Linked DNA regions of Mus musculus: regions 1, 2, 4 and 5 are each linked to region 3. Evidence: chromatin contacts called from public HiCAR-type, HiChIP or PLAC-seq and promoter capture Hi-C data. All regions are on one chromosome and are shown on one strand. The core of a region is the stretch at or near the end of the contact, and the rest is flanking DNA. Distances in the headings are between cores, read along the strand shown.

Evidence for each region. HiCAR-type assays count read pairs that join an accessible place to other places. HiChIP or PLAC-seq counts read pairs in DNA pulled down with a chosen protein or histone mark. Capture Hi-C pulls out chosen DNA fragments and counts their contacts.
Region 1: a contact with region 3 is called in a HiCAR-type map of astrocytes, with 2.3 times the contacts expected there. The contact joins the promoter of Kxd1 here to the promoter of Tmem161a in region 3. A contact is called at or near these places in 2 of 115 datasets of contacts at active chromatin or transcription factors (astrocytes and pancreatic cancer cells) and 3 of 9 other capture datasets (adipose tissue, liver and pancreatic islet).
Region 2: a contact with region 3 is called in a promoter capture Hi-C map of adipose tissue. The contact joins the promoter of Ssbp4 here to the promoter of Tmem161a in region 3. A contact is called at or near these places in 1 of 115 datasets of contacts at active chromatin or transcription factors (pancreatic cancer cells) and 2 of 9 other capture datasets (adipose tissue and liver).
Region 4: a promoter capture Hi-C map of liver shows a contact between it and region 3. The contact joins the promoter of Gmip here to the promoter of Tmem161a in region 3. A contact is called at or near these places in 6 of 39 promoter capture datasets (3T3-L1-derived adipocytes, HPC-7-derived erythroid cells, fetal liver and 3 more), 3 of 115 datasets of contacts at active chromatin or transcription factors (bone marrow-derived macrophages and effector CD8 T cells) and 5 of 9 other capture datasets (adipose tissue, embryonic stem cells, liver and 2 more).
Region 5: a FOXA1 HiChIP or PLAC-seq map of pancreatic cancer cells shows a contact between it and region 3. The contact joins the promoter of Zfp866 here to the promoter of Tmem161a in region 3. A contact is called at or near these places in 2 of 39 promoter capture datasets (pre-B cells and stem cell-derived epiblast-like cells), 2 of 115 datasets of contacts at active chromatin or transcription factors (bone marrow-derived macrophages and pancreatic cancer cells) and 2 of 9 other capture datasets (adipose tissue and liver).

The regions. Positions count from the first base shown.
Region 1 is chr8:70,521,760-70,524,459 of GRCm38.p6, reverse strand. Kxd1 (KxDL motif containing 1) reads left to right here and starts at 1,280. Exons shown (of 5, transcript NM_029366.2): 1 at 1,280-1,397.
Region 2 is chr8:70,607,040-70,609,739 of GRCm38.p6, reverse strand. Ssbp4 (single stranded DNA binding protein 4) reads left to right here and starts at 1,426. Exons shown (of 18, transcript NM_001372473.1): 1 at 1,426-1,615. The coding sequence starts at 1,560.
Region 3 is chr8:70,171,142-70,173,841 of GRCm38.p6, reverse strand. Tmem161a (transmembrane protein 161A) reads right to left here and starts at 1,434. Exons shown (of 12, transcript NM_145597.4): 1 at 1,402-1,434. The coding sequence starts at 1,404.
Region 4 is chr8:69,807,371-69,810,070 of GRCm38.p6, reverse strand. Gmip (Gem-interacting protein) reads right to left here and starts at 1,384. Exons shown (of 21, transcript NM_198101.1): 1 at 1,251-1,384; 2 at 213-297. The coding sequence starts at 1,269. Atp13a1 (ATPase type 13A1) reads right to left here. Exons shown (of 26, transcript NM_133224.2): 26 at 2,322-2,652. The coding sequence ends at 2,542.
Region 5 is chr8:69,773,570-69,776,269 of GRCm38.p6, reverse strand. It overlaps Zfp866 (zinc finger protein 866), which reads left to right and starts at 1,359. Exons shown (of 4, transcript NM_177899.3): 1 at 1,359-1,480. The coding sequence starts at 1,478.

The DNA.
Region 1 (2,700 bases), core at 31-2,530, 350 kb before region 3:
AATAGTCAGGCTCAAGCCTAGACGACTCATTTGATAAGATTTTAAATCCCTGGAATAGAATGGGGAATTTAAAGACTATGGTAAGGTATACAAAGATTGTAACTCTCTGAGTATCCAGTTATGGGAAAAAGCCTGAGGTTACTTATGATCAGGACTTTAAAAACTACTACGGGGGGCTGGTGAGATGGCTCAGTGGGTAAGAGCACCCGACTGCTCTTCCGAAGGTCCGGAGTTCAAATCCCAGCAACCACATGGTGGCTCACAACCATCCGTAATGAGATCTGACTCCCTCTTCTGGAGTGTCTGAAGACAGCTACAGTGTACTTACATATAATAAATAAATCTTAAAAAAAAAAAAAAAAACTACTACGTTAGCTGGCCATAGTAGTACATACCTTTGATCCCAGCACAGAGGAGGCAGAGAAAGACAGATCTCTGAGTTAAAGAGCAACCTGTTCAAAACACTAAAGGGCATTCCTGGACAGCCGGGACTACACAAAGAAAGGAGTAGGAGAAGAAAAAAAGAAATCAAATACTGCCTTGTTTGCAAGAAATCAGCATGCCAGCCTCTGCCTTTTTTTCTATGCTGAAATCCTTTTTTTGCAGAAGGCATATTAAAAACGGTTTCTCTTATTTGGACGTACAGAAAAAGTCCCAGAAAAACCAGAGATAAAAAGAGAAATCTTGTTTCATAAAACCAAAACTGGCCGGTCCTGGTGGCACAGGCCTTCAATCCGACCACTCAGGAGGCCGGTAGATCTCTATGAGTTCGAGTCTGGCTTGGTCTAAATAAGCAAGTCCAGAACAGGCAGAGCTCTGTTACACAGAGAAACGGTCTAGAAAAACCCAAACAAAACAAGTCAAATCCCTGCATCTCTTTCACCAGACTCTTTATTAGAGAGAGGGGATTATTTCTCACAATACCGAGTACCAGGCCAGCCTGGGCTACAGCGATACCTCAAAAATCTGAAAGTCACACATGGTGGCATACAATGGCGTACACGCCATTTCAGGATGACCAGGATTTTAAGGGTAACCTAGGCTCCATGGCGAGCTGGAATCCAGCCTGAGTACATATGACCTTGTCTTTTTGTTTACTTTTCGAGATAGGGTTTCCTTGTGTAACACTGGATTGATAAATAATACATTTAATTGCCCACTTCCGGATTGCTTAAAAGCCATGTTTGGGACACAGCGCGTGCGCGTATCTAGTGCTGCGATTGCTCATCCTTTTGGCGTTCACGTTAGGGCTTCTACAATTTGGTCCTCCCGCCTCCTCGCGGTGAGTACGCGCAGGCTCCTAGGCGCCAGGACAGGGGGCGCTCGTGGACGCTCTATGATGACGTAAGCGCTAGGGCGCCCTCCCGGAAGCGCGAGCCAGGCCGCCAGATGTGCAGGTGCCGAGGCTGGAGCCGCCGGGGCCGGGCAGGGCGGGAACTCGGGGCGTCAGGAGGCCACGGAGGGGAGGGAGGGCCCATCCTAGCTCGGGGACACAGCCTCAGTTTTCCCGGATTCGCAGCGATAGCGCGGGCCAATCTAGATGGAAACCCTAGTTGTGTGACCTGGAGCCCTGAGCGGCTTGGGGTGCGCGTGTACCTCAGTTTCCCCGCTCAAAGGGGCGGGGACCCCGTGTTTGTTTGAGTCACGCCTTATCTGGTTTGGTTCTTTTGTTGTTGTTGTTTCTCCTTCAGAGTTTGGCCGGAAGAGTTGAAGTCCGTTTAGAGGACTCGGGCCGGACGGCTCCTTGTGCTCCTACTGTGACCTTGAGGCTCAGAGCCATTCCAGTCAGCCTGACATTCCTGGGGGAGAGTTAGTGTTTCTTTAGATGATAGCTCAAATTAGCCTCCAGTTCCTGGTAATCATCCTGCCTCGGCCACCCAACTATAAAGAGAGTCATTAAAATTTTGAGATAGCAGCCCAGACTGGGGCCTCTGTCTCCTTGAAATGCATCTTCCTCAGTCTCTAAAGTACTGGGATGACAAGCGTGAGTTACCTCATCTGCTTGTGTTGAGTCTTGTTTTGGATTAGGGTCTCATTTGTTCCAGGCTAGTCTGTAACTCACAAAGCAAAAGTGACCTGAAACTTCTGCTCTTACTGTCTTCTCTAGCACTGTGCACGGGCAGGGCATTCACCACACCTGACTCTTATTTGTTTATTTCACGTATGTGCATACATAAACTGTCGCTGTCTTCAGACAAAGCAGAAGTGGGCACTGGATTCCCATTACAGATGGTTGTGAGCCACCATGTGATTGCTGGGAGTTGAACTCAGGACCTCTGGAAGAGCAGTCAGTGCTCTTGACCGTTGAGTCATCTCTCCAGCACGTATTTATTTAGACAGTCTTATGTGTCTCAATCTCGTCTCCCACTCATTATGTAGCGCAAATTAACTTTAAACTTACAACAGTCTTCTAGTCACCTGAGTGCCAGGATGGCAAACATGAGCTGTCACACCAGGCTTCTGTTTTAAAATAGGGTTTCATGCATCTTAGGGTGGCCCAAAACTCAGTATGTACAGCCCAAACTGACCTTAAGCCCTGAAGGACCCAGGGCTTCTGCATGCTTCCAGTTCAGTCCCAGACCAGGACTGATACCTGATCTAGAACAAAATCTCTGGAATTAAAATTCTGCATGAGAGATGCTAGCTGTTAACCTAGTTGTTGACTATGCCCTTTAATCACAAGTTACTTTTCTTCTACTT
Region 2 (2,700 bases), core at 177-2,676, 440 kb before region 3:
GGCACCCAGCAGTCGCCAGCCCCGCGGCGGGGAGAGGAAGCTGGGGGAGGGGGTGGCGGGCCAAGCAGGAAATGGGAAAGGCCGGCGTCGGCCCAGCTGAGCCCTGGGGGAGGAGGCGGGGCGCGCCCCGGCAGCCTTTCCTGAGCGCCTGGAACCACGGCGGCTCGGCTTCCCGCCCGCCCACTAGGGTGGGGGCGGGGAGGCCCGGGCTAGGGGATCTGCCTGCACCAGGGACACCACGCGAGACTTAGCGCCGTGGTGACCTGCATGCTGTCACACTCACACAGGAAACCTGAGCTCATGACTGCGCCACCGGGTGCTGACGACCCACCTGTGCGCAATCTCCAGCAAGTCCCCACTAAACCCGTCGTGTCCAACCGGGGACACTTGCAGCGATAGCAAGCCTTAGCCTGGATGCTTCCCGACGCCCATGCGCCACGACCCCTCGTGCTCTCACGGGGCCGCGTGTTATACACGTGCGTCTGCGCTGGAGTGGGGGAAAGAAGCATGCTCTCATTCCCAGCGTGCACCCAGAGGTGGAGGCAGGAGGACCACCTGTTCAAGGAGCCTTAGTGAAGTAGAGAGCTGGAGGTCAGCCTGGGCTACAGGAGACACCGTTTTTACTCCGACTTTGAGACAGGGTCTCACTATGTATTGGCTGCTGTCCTGGAACTCGCCATATAGACCAGGCTGGCCTCGAATTCACAGAGATCCTCCTGCCTCTGTCTACCGCGTTAAGAAACACTTTCAGAAAAACAAACAAAACGTGCTTGGTCTGGGGTTCAGTCCTTACAACGCTGGCATGCATAAAAAAAAAAACAAAAAAAAAAAAACCGGGCTCTGTGCACAGCACACAGACCAGGCTAAGTGGCACACGCCTGTCGTGCAAACGCTAGGGAGGCTGAGGCAGGAGGATTAGAATTTCAGGGTTATCTGTTTTATGTGTTTGAGACAAGCCTGGCCTATATGAAACTCTCTCAAAAGGGCCCCTCACAGCCCGCAGCGCTGTATTGGCTCGCAGAGAGTGTCCTGGGAGTAGAATGTCATGGGCGCATATCCTGTGAGCCCAAGAGCCTAGTGCAGTTCCTGAGTCGAAACGGAGATATCCACAGCACCCCACCCCCACCCCCAGATCTGTACAACTGGGAGTCTTGCTCCGCAGCCGAGGTATGCTTGGAGCTCGCGGCCATCCCCCTGCCTCAGCTTCCCAATTGCACAAATAGCAACTGCTGGAGCGCGTCCCGGGCTTGAATATCTTTGGGGGGAGGTATTGAAGTCTGTACTTATTGGTGCGCAGCCTATTGGTGGGCAGTGCCGCCCCCGCGGGCTCTGCGCGTGCGCGCTCCCAGCGCGCGCGCGGGGGGGGGGCCCACCCGCGCTCCCGCCGTTGCCACTTTAAGAGCGGCGGGAGCGCGCGGTGGCGGTGGCGCGCTTCCCGGAACAGCCCGGGGAGGGCAGCGCGGCGAGAACCCACCCGCGGCCGGAGCTCCCGCGCGGACATGGCCGCGGGGATCGGGGCGCGGGCAGCGATGGCCACGCGCGCCTGACAGGTGCGGAGCATGTACGGCAAGGCGAGCAAGGGCTGCGCGCCCTCGGACGGGCAGGCGCGCGAGAAGTGAGTGCGCGGTGCGGGGCCACGCGGGACCGGGGACCATGGGGTCACGCGAGACCAGAATGGTGCGGGATTTCAGGGGGGACACAGGAGATCCCGAGGAGATCGGGGAGTGACTGGAGATCAAAATGGTGCGGGATTTCAGGGGTACACACGAGATCAAGGGGCTCATGGGGTCACGCGAGACCAGAAGGGTGTGTGATTGTGGGTGTGCGAGACCTGAGGGTCCTTTGGGGTCACAGAATACACAAAGGACAGAATATATTGAGGTACTCGAGTTCCAGGGTCTTGGTGGGGGGGTCACATGAGATAGAGGGCATGGGCATGAGCTTGAGAGCTCCAAGGGGGCTTGGGGTCTCAGAATACCTGAGGGGACAGGAAATCAATGGGTCAAACAAGAGCCAAGGGGTTGCTGGGGTCACGTGGCGGTTCATCGGGTGCAGGATCAGGGGCTCACTAGGGAGTCGGTGGTGTATGGGAGATCAGGAGTTAGGACTTGAGCGGTCACAGGATGCCCAGGGCAGGCACAGCATCTGAGGGTTGTAAGGCCTCGGGAGTTCTGGGGTCACACAAACCTGACAGGTGTGAGCTTTCGGGGTTGGCTGTGAGACCATGGCACTGGAGGACAGCTTCAGGTCTTAGGGCCGCAGAGTCCCAAGTATCCAAGCTGGAGATTTGAAACAGGACACGTGGGTTCATTGTGGCTGCAAATTTGAAGAGGTTGGGTCGGACCCTAATGCCCTGCGGGGTGTTGGGGTTTTGGAGGTTTGCGTGGAAGTTGGACTCCACTGTCGCTTGTAGGCAAAGGTGCGGATTCAAAGCCTAGAGAGGTGCAGAGCCTGACCATGGCGGTCCCGGGACACCTCCCGGAGTCCCAGGTGAGCCAGAATGGGTCTGGCTCTAGACGCCCCACATTGAAGATACAGGGTGCGCTGCCCAGGTGGACAGGCTGTGCTCTAGCTTCCAGTGAGGACACGCCTGGGCTGGCCTTCCTTTCCGAGGTGCCTGTGTGGAGAAGTAGGTGAAGCGGGAACGTTTGAAGTGTGCTGGGAGCCCAGCACTCACCTTTGAGGTGTGAGTGTGGAGGC
Region 3 (2,700 bases), core at 185-2,684:
TAGTCTATAGAATGAGTTCTAGGACAGCCAGGGCTACACAAAGAAACAATATCTGAAAAAAAAAACAAACAAAATAAAACAAAACAAAACAAACAAACAAACAAACAAACACAAGACAGAAAGAAAGAAGAAAGAAACCAAGGAAAGAAGGGAAGGCCAGAGATAGGTTGATTTCCTATAGCCCAGGCTGGTCTGGATCTCAGAACACAGCTGAAGGTGACCCTGAACTGCTGGTCCTCCTGTCCCCACTTCCTGAGTGCTAGGGTGATAGCGTGTACCCACACCCAGTTTGTGCAGTGCAGGGGTGGAGCCCCGTCCATGCTAGGTAAGCACTCTACCAAATGATAGACGCCAGCTCTCCATCCCAGGAAGAGTTCAGAGCACAGCTCCACAAATCTTTCAGAAGGAAGCTAAGTCAGGCTCCCGCCGACACAGCACTCATTTCTGTAATTATCTAATTATATACACTGTGTGCCACTAGAGCTGCCTGCCTGCATTCTGCTTTCATACCCAATTAACATGAAATACAGATCAATATAAAAATCTGTCAGCCAGGTGTACTGGTGTACAATTTTGCTTGGATTTTTTTGAGACAGGGTTTCTCTGTGTAGCCCTGGCTGTCCTAGAACTCACTCTGTAGACCAGGCGGGCTTCGAACTCACAGAGATTCACCTGCCTCTGCCTCCCAAGTGCTAAGATTAAAGGCATTTGCCATCACTGCCCATCAACACCAACAAGTAAGACCCTTTGTAAATAATTTTTAATGGGTAAATAGAAAAAAATAAAAGGACTGGGACGCTAGAGAGATAGCTCAGGGCTTAAGAGTACTGATTGCTCTTCCAGAGGTCACAGGTTCAATTCCCAGCATCCATTTGGCAGCTCACAGCCCTTTCTAACTCCACTCTCAGGGAATCCTACATGTCTTCTCTGGCCTCTAAGAACAGCACACACACACACACACACACACACACACACACACACACACACACACACACACACACACACACACACACGGTAGACAGACATACATACAAAACATTCATACTTAAATAAATAAAATAATGAAAAATAAAAAAAGATTTTAAAAGACAAACAGAAAGCCGTGAATAGTGGCACAAGTTTGACATCTCAGCACTCCAGAGCCAGGAGAATCAGAAGTCCGAGGTCCCCATAGGCTACGAATAAGTTCTAGTACAACTTGGGCTACATGGGACCCTGTCAGAAAGCAAAGATAGCTGCAATCCCAGCTCCCTCACTCCAGTCCAGAGCCCTAGCTTCACCTCCCAACGCGTCCAGCACCACTGACTACACGACACTTCCAAATAGCCCGCGCGGTTTGGGGAACCCTCTCAGCTCAGTTAGGCCGTTCTCCACCCCGGGGATCCCAGAGGGCCTGCTCACCATGTCCGCTCCCTGGGCGCACAGCGGTACGAGGCTGGAGGCGGGGAAGCGCTGAGGTATCTTGGCCAATTAGAGACAGAATGCTGTTGACGAGCATCCTGGGAAGTCAGTCATCGGGCTAAGAATGGGATGGGTGTGCGCAATGCATGCTGGGAACTGTAGTTTTAGCTGGAGCATGAGGTCGTTTCGTCTGCTGGCTTTTCCTTCTTTTTTCTTTTCTTTCTCTTTTTGCCCTTGCCGTGTGTGTGGTGTGTGTCGTGTGTGTGCCGTGTGTGTGTGTGTGCGTGTGCGTGTGACAGAGTACCTATGTAACTTCTGCTGGTCTGTCCTGAAATTCACTCTGTAGACCACGCTGGCCTCAAAGTACTGGGGATTAAAGAAAGCCTGTGCCACCACTACCCGGTTGGTTTTATTTTCTAGTATGTATCTGTATCTTGTGGGGTTTTTTGTATTTTGCACGTAGCTGCAGTCCTTGGAGTCCAGAGGAGAAGGCCAGATCCTTTGACCCTAAAGATACATGTGGTTGTTTATTGGTTGAGAAGAGGGCTTAGACTGAACTTGGGTTCCCTACAAAAGCAATACTTGCTCCTAGTCAACTAACCAACTTTCTAGCTTTCTAGTTTTGTTTTTACTTGGACGTGGGGGGGGGGGGGGGAGGAGTTCTTACTTTGTGTGTGGGAGGACATTGGATACCTTGCTAGAGTCAATTCTCTCGCTATCATGTGGACCCCAGGGGATCAAACTCAGACTTCACAGAAAAAGCCTCAACCGGCTGAACAGGCTTGCTAACCCTGTTTGGTTTTAGTAGGGTCTGAACTTCTCTATGTAGACAAGGATGACCTTGAGGTTCTGATCCTGCTGTAAAATGCTCAAGTAACAGATGTGTCTCACCATGCCCGGTCAGTGTTCTCACTCACCACGGATGGAGCTCACCATGCAAACGTAAGACCTGTGTTGTATGAGCGACCTCCCCAGCTCACTACACCATCACCCCAGTTCAGACAGTAGCCTGGATGTCTGTGTGTGTGCACGTCACTCTCTGAGCCACACCCTCCTCACTAGACAGCCCGGCATAGTGGATCGCATAGCTGTCCTCTCTCTTAGAGAGCTAAGACAGGAGCATGTTTTAAGACTAATGACAGCCTAGGCTGTGTAGCCAGACTGAAGCCACTAGTGCTTCATATTTTAAGACTGTCTCAAAAACAAAACAAAAAACAGGAAAAAAAAATAAAAACCAGGGCCGAACGTGGTGGCGCATGCTTTTAATCCCAGCACTCGGGAGGCAGAGGCAGGTGGATT
Region 4 (2,700 bases), core at 135-2,634, 360 kb after region 3:
AGTTGCATGTGTGTGTCTCAGGATCATCTGTCTTTAAGATAGACCCCCAAATACCTATGTATCTAGAATACCAGAGGGCCCAGTTGTTTGGAGGGGGGGGCTCCTGTCTTAGGCTCAGGAGGTTGGAAGTCAGGGTGTCTGGATGTGGGGCAGCATGATACCCAAATAATTAGGGAGCTCTGCCCAATGTGGTGACACAGGCTCAGACTCACACGTTCCCCAATGATATCTCGAGGTTGTCCAGGCTCTGGAAGATGTCACTGTATCTCTTCCTGCCCTCAGGAGCTGGGGTTAGCTCTGGGGGAGGGAAGTGTAAGAAAACATGAGCCAACCAGTGTCTCTCTCCACCCATTAGTAGTGGCAAAGCAATCCGAATGTACCTCAACAACCACTCTCAAGCAGAGGTGGGAAGGGGGGCGGGCGGAGAGGGGAGAGAAGGAGGGGGGAGGGAGGGGGACAGAGAGAGAGAGAGAGAGAGAGAGAGAGAGAGAGAGAGAGAGAGAGAGAGAGAGAGAGAGAGAGAGAGAGAGAGAGAGAGAGAGAGAGAGAGAGAGAGAGAGCGCTTCGGTGGGGTCATTTCTGATTCCACAGATGGATCCAGGTAAAATCTCAGAGAAGCGTTTGCTCACAGCCACAGGGACACCATGCATGGGAGGACCCATAAGCAAAGGAAGGAAACAGATGCAGCTGCCATATGAATGCTGGAGTAGAGGGCTGGCTTGACAATGGAGCCACATGGACCCCAGGCCAGACAGATGGAAAAGCACGTGGGACACACAGGCACTTAGCCTGCGGTATAAACACACGCGAGTACCGCTGAAACCACGAGGGACAGGACTGAATGACACTCGATACACAAAGACAGCCGGAAACATAACCCAGTTCTAGCCACAATTCTGCCGCCGCCCCCTAGCCTGATGCCTCGGGGCTACCTGCAGGAATATTGGCCATGACACCCTGCCCCCATCCATCCTACGATCAGAAGCAGAAGCGGCCACTTCCCCTTCCTGGGCCCCTTCCCCCAGGCATCCGGGGTGCCCGCTCTGGCGGGCAATCCGAGGGCTGAAGGCTGGCGTCGTGAGCACTGTGCGCTTCAGGGGTCTCCAAGGTGCTCGGGGATCCCCTCGTTCCTTCCCCTGTCAGTACTCCTTTCCCGGCTGTCAGATAGCTCAGGGGTAAGTTGGGTTTTCTGGTTTAGGAACTGAGGAGCGGTGGTGGGAGGCCCCCCCCCTTCGGTCCCCACCCCGTACCTGTCTCCGCTGAGTCCATGGCGATGCCCGGGGGCAGGGGGTGGGGTGGGGAACGCGCGGCAATGCTGAGAAAGGGACAGGGCTGCGCGCCGCCCGGGACCAGCCCGATTTCCTGCCTCTGCCGACCCAGTGGTGTCGCCCCGCCCCAGCTATGCCACGCCTCGAGACGACCACGCCCCTCCCGGAAGTCGCCATCGCATTTGACTAGCTTCCAGAGTTTACCCCAGTAGAGGAGCCCCAGCGAGCCAGGGGTCCCTTCTGTAGATTTCTGTAGCACCCTAAGTCCCTGTAGCACTCTTCCAGCAAGCCGGGGATGTCTGCCCCAGAACATTCCACACCCAGCGACTAGATTTAACTCCCCGCCTAGGCTTTTAGATCCAGGGCACTCCTGTGAAGAACTGCAATGAAGGACTGCAATAAACCCCAAATCTCCAGGGCAGGCTTATTTTGTTTGTTTTGTTGTTTTGGAGACAAGTGTCTCACTATGTGGCCTGGCTTGGTTTATTTGGTGTGTGGGACTGATTAGCCTCCAACTCAGAGATCCCCTGCCTCTGCCTGCTGAGATTAATGATGCACACCAGGGCTGGAGAGATGGCTCAGCAGTTAAGAGCACTGTCTGTTTTTCCAGAGGTCCTGAGTTCAATCCCTAACAACCACATGGTGACTCACAACCATCTATAATGAGATCTGATGTCTTCTTTTCTGGTTCAGCATGAAGAGAGAATAAATCTTCAAGTAAAAGTGCAAACCACTGTCTAAGTGGGTGAGGCTCCTGAGGTGGTCGGCTCCCTTTCAAAGCAGTCAGTGGTTTTAGGGCAGGCAAGGCCACAAACACCTTGCACTGTGACCTCCATGCATGTAAGGAGGCTATCCACGGTGGCCAGTGACAGTGCGCCTGACAAGAGAGAGGATGTGCACGACACTAGAAAACCTGAGGTCCTAGGTCCAGGAACGCCCGCAGAGGGTGTCTCTCTCCTCTGGGCCTGTGGTAATCCTAGGCCCTTGAGTGACCACCTGGCCCCTCCAATTCCCAGGGGGCCCTGTGTGGCACAGATATAAGTGGCAGCAAGCTTTATAAAATTGCAGACGCCGATTTATTTACCAAAGGTGCTAGCCAGGACTCTTCTACTAGCCCGGCCAGCGGATGCCCACAAGGGTCCCAACTCAGTCTTCCAAGAGCAAGGCAGGGCTGCCTCACTGTGGAGATGGGAGCAGTGCTCCCTCCTGGGGCAGCGGCGGTTTTCCTGTTCAGTGGCAGCCAGGGTAGGCAGTGGATACCAGCACCATCTTCTCAGGAAGGCACTCTCAGCTTCGGAGTCCCCAAAAAGAACTGTAGGACACGGTCAGCCAGGAGTGCCAGGCAGAAGTCCAGGGCCAGGACCTGGCCGATGACCAGCTTGAACTGTCAAGAAGGAAGCAGGCTGAGCTGGGTCTGTGGCTGAGCTGGGCC
Region 5 (2,700 bases), core at 110-2,609, 400 kb after region 3:
CCCTCTTTTCAGTCGGTCCTTGATTGTGGTCTAGGTAATGATACTGCCCACTTTTAGGAAGAGCCTTCCTATCTCAACTACCCTATTTAGAAACACCCTTACATACATGCTGGAGGGTTGCTCCTATCACTTTGACAATCAAGACTAATCATTACACGACTGAACACCACTCACTGATCTGTTCATTGACTCCATTAGCTTTGCTGGGTTTTTCCTTCTTATTGTTTCTACTGCCAGTACTCCCCCACTTCTTCTTTAGTAAAAATGGGTGAACGCCTTTTTCCCAGCACCCGTGAAGCATAGGCAGGTAGACCTCTGTGTTTGAGATTAGCCTGGTCTACAGAGTGAGTTCTAGGATAGCCAGGGCTATACAGAGAAACCCTGTCTTGGAAAAAAACAAAAAAACAAAAAACAAAAACAAAAACACCAGGATAGCTAGGGCTACACAGAGAAACTCTAACTCAAAAAACCAAAAATTAAATAATAAAATGTTCTGATGATTTAGTGGCTATGTACGTGTGTGTGTGTCTGTGTATATTTATGTGTGTGTGAAGAACACACTTGTGGAGGCCAGAGGACAACTTTCCTGAGTTGGTCTTCTTCTACTATGTTCATGCTTAACCTACTAAGTCATTTCCTTGACCCACGTCTTCAATTTTCTTTTTCTTTTTCTTTTTGCTTTTGTTTAAATTAGAATGTCTGTAGAGGCCTGGAGAGGAGAAACGGGGGTGAGATGGAAGGATAGAGAGGTTTTTGGTTTTTGTTTGTTTGTTTGTTTTGGTTTTTTCAAGACAGGGTTTCTGGTGTAGCCTTGGCTGTCCTCACTCTGTAGACCACTCTGGCCTCGAACTCAGGAATCTGCCTGCCTCTGCCTCCCAAGTGCTGGAATTAAAGGTGTGTGCCACCACTGCCTGCACTGCCCGGCTGGATAGAGATCTTAACTGGAAGAACACACATGCTATGAAAATAGAGGAAATGAATACTTGTGTTAATGTGCAACCTGGGACAGATGTATAAACCATAGATGTTCCTTACTCAAATTCCTGATGCCTGGAGAACATCATGTCCAGTTATAATTTGACCTTCTAATTAAAACTGACCTGAGCACCTTTCTAATTGTGAGGCAGCAGGATTGCTGCAATGAGCACTCGGTGTGCACAGTGACGACTTGGTGATGGAGTACTGCTTTACCAGGGAGAAGCTAGTTCTGCTTAGAAGCAAGGAGGGCGGGGCTATGGCTGTCATTTGAATCCCACACTTCGGCTTTGGAAGCTAGTGTCACTCAGGCTTTGGTAGCCAATCAGGTTCTAGAACCGTGCCGTCTAATCAGGACTACTGGAGAGCGGCAAGAGGCGGGTTCTTCACGGCCGCCATATTGTGGCTCGGCTCTGCGGCACAGGGAGGTGCGGTGTGTTGTGCTGTGAGCGCTGCTGCCGGGACCAGTGAGGAGAGCGCGGGCGAGTTCGGAAGCCGCGCCATGGTGAGCAAGGGCCGCTGTCCCTGCCCGCTGTGGTGGATCCTCCCCGAGGCTGGGGCGGGGCGGCAGCGGCATTCAGTGCTGTGTGGCGCTGGGCCCTGTGTCCTCTTCGCCGTGGTCCGCGCCTGCGCAGAGCGCGGAGCCTCCCTGCGGAGGCTCCGCCTCGCGCAGGAAAGAGTCGGTGCTCTGTCTGGGGCAGGCGTTTTATACAGTCCTGCTTTGGGTATCTCATCAGAAGGTTGTAAAACAATAGGTCATCTAGTTTCTGCTACTTTCTAGAAGTTCTGAATTTTCATGTAACATTTAGGTCAAAGCAATCAACTTGAGTTAATACTGTGAATTTTAAACTTTAAAAAAATTATTATTTTTTGTGCATTGGTATTTTGCCAAAATGTATGTATGTCTTTGTGAGGATGTCAGATCCTCTGGAACTGTTGTTGAGCTGCCATGTTGGTACTAGGAATTGAACTCAGGTCCTCTGGAAGAGCAGCCGGTTTTCCCAACCATTAAACCATCTCTCCAGCCCCAACATTGTGAAACTCTATTTAATTTCTTGTCTATAGACATCGGTTCTGCTAATAACCTTTTGCTATTCTGCCCTTTGTTGAGTTTCCTTTGCTACTTTGTCAAAAAAAGGTACACACACACACACACCCCATATATATATGTGTGTGTATATAACATGTGTATATATAATATCTATAACTATATATATACACTTTAAGTCTGTGTGCTGTTTCTTTGGAATTGTGTGGACCATTTTCGTTTTTTTCCACTCTCCACATAAACTTGAGAATCAGTTTCTTAATTTTTCATAAGTTGTTAGGATTTATATTGTGATTATTTAAATCTTAGTGCAGATTGAGGAAACATGACGTTCAGTTCTGAAGCTTCCTATCGCCATATTTATGGGGTATCACTATTTTGTGTTTGCTTTTTGTTTGGTTGGGGTTTTGTTGTTGTCTTTTTTGCTTATTTTGTTTTTTGTTAGGTCTGCTTTGGCCTAAAACTCACTCTGTAGAGGCTGGCCTTGAAATCATAGCCATACACCTGCTTCTCTCTGCCTTCCATGTGCCAAGATTCAAGGCATTGTCTCCCACTGCCCTGCATGGTTTTGTTTTGTTTTGTTTTTTGTTGTTAAAAATTATAGTTCTTGCTGGGTTGGTTGGTCAGTCTACTTTTAACCCAGCACTTGGGAGGAAGAGGTTGGCAGATTGAGGCTA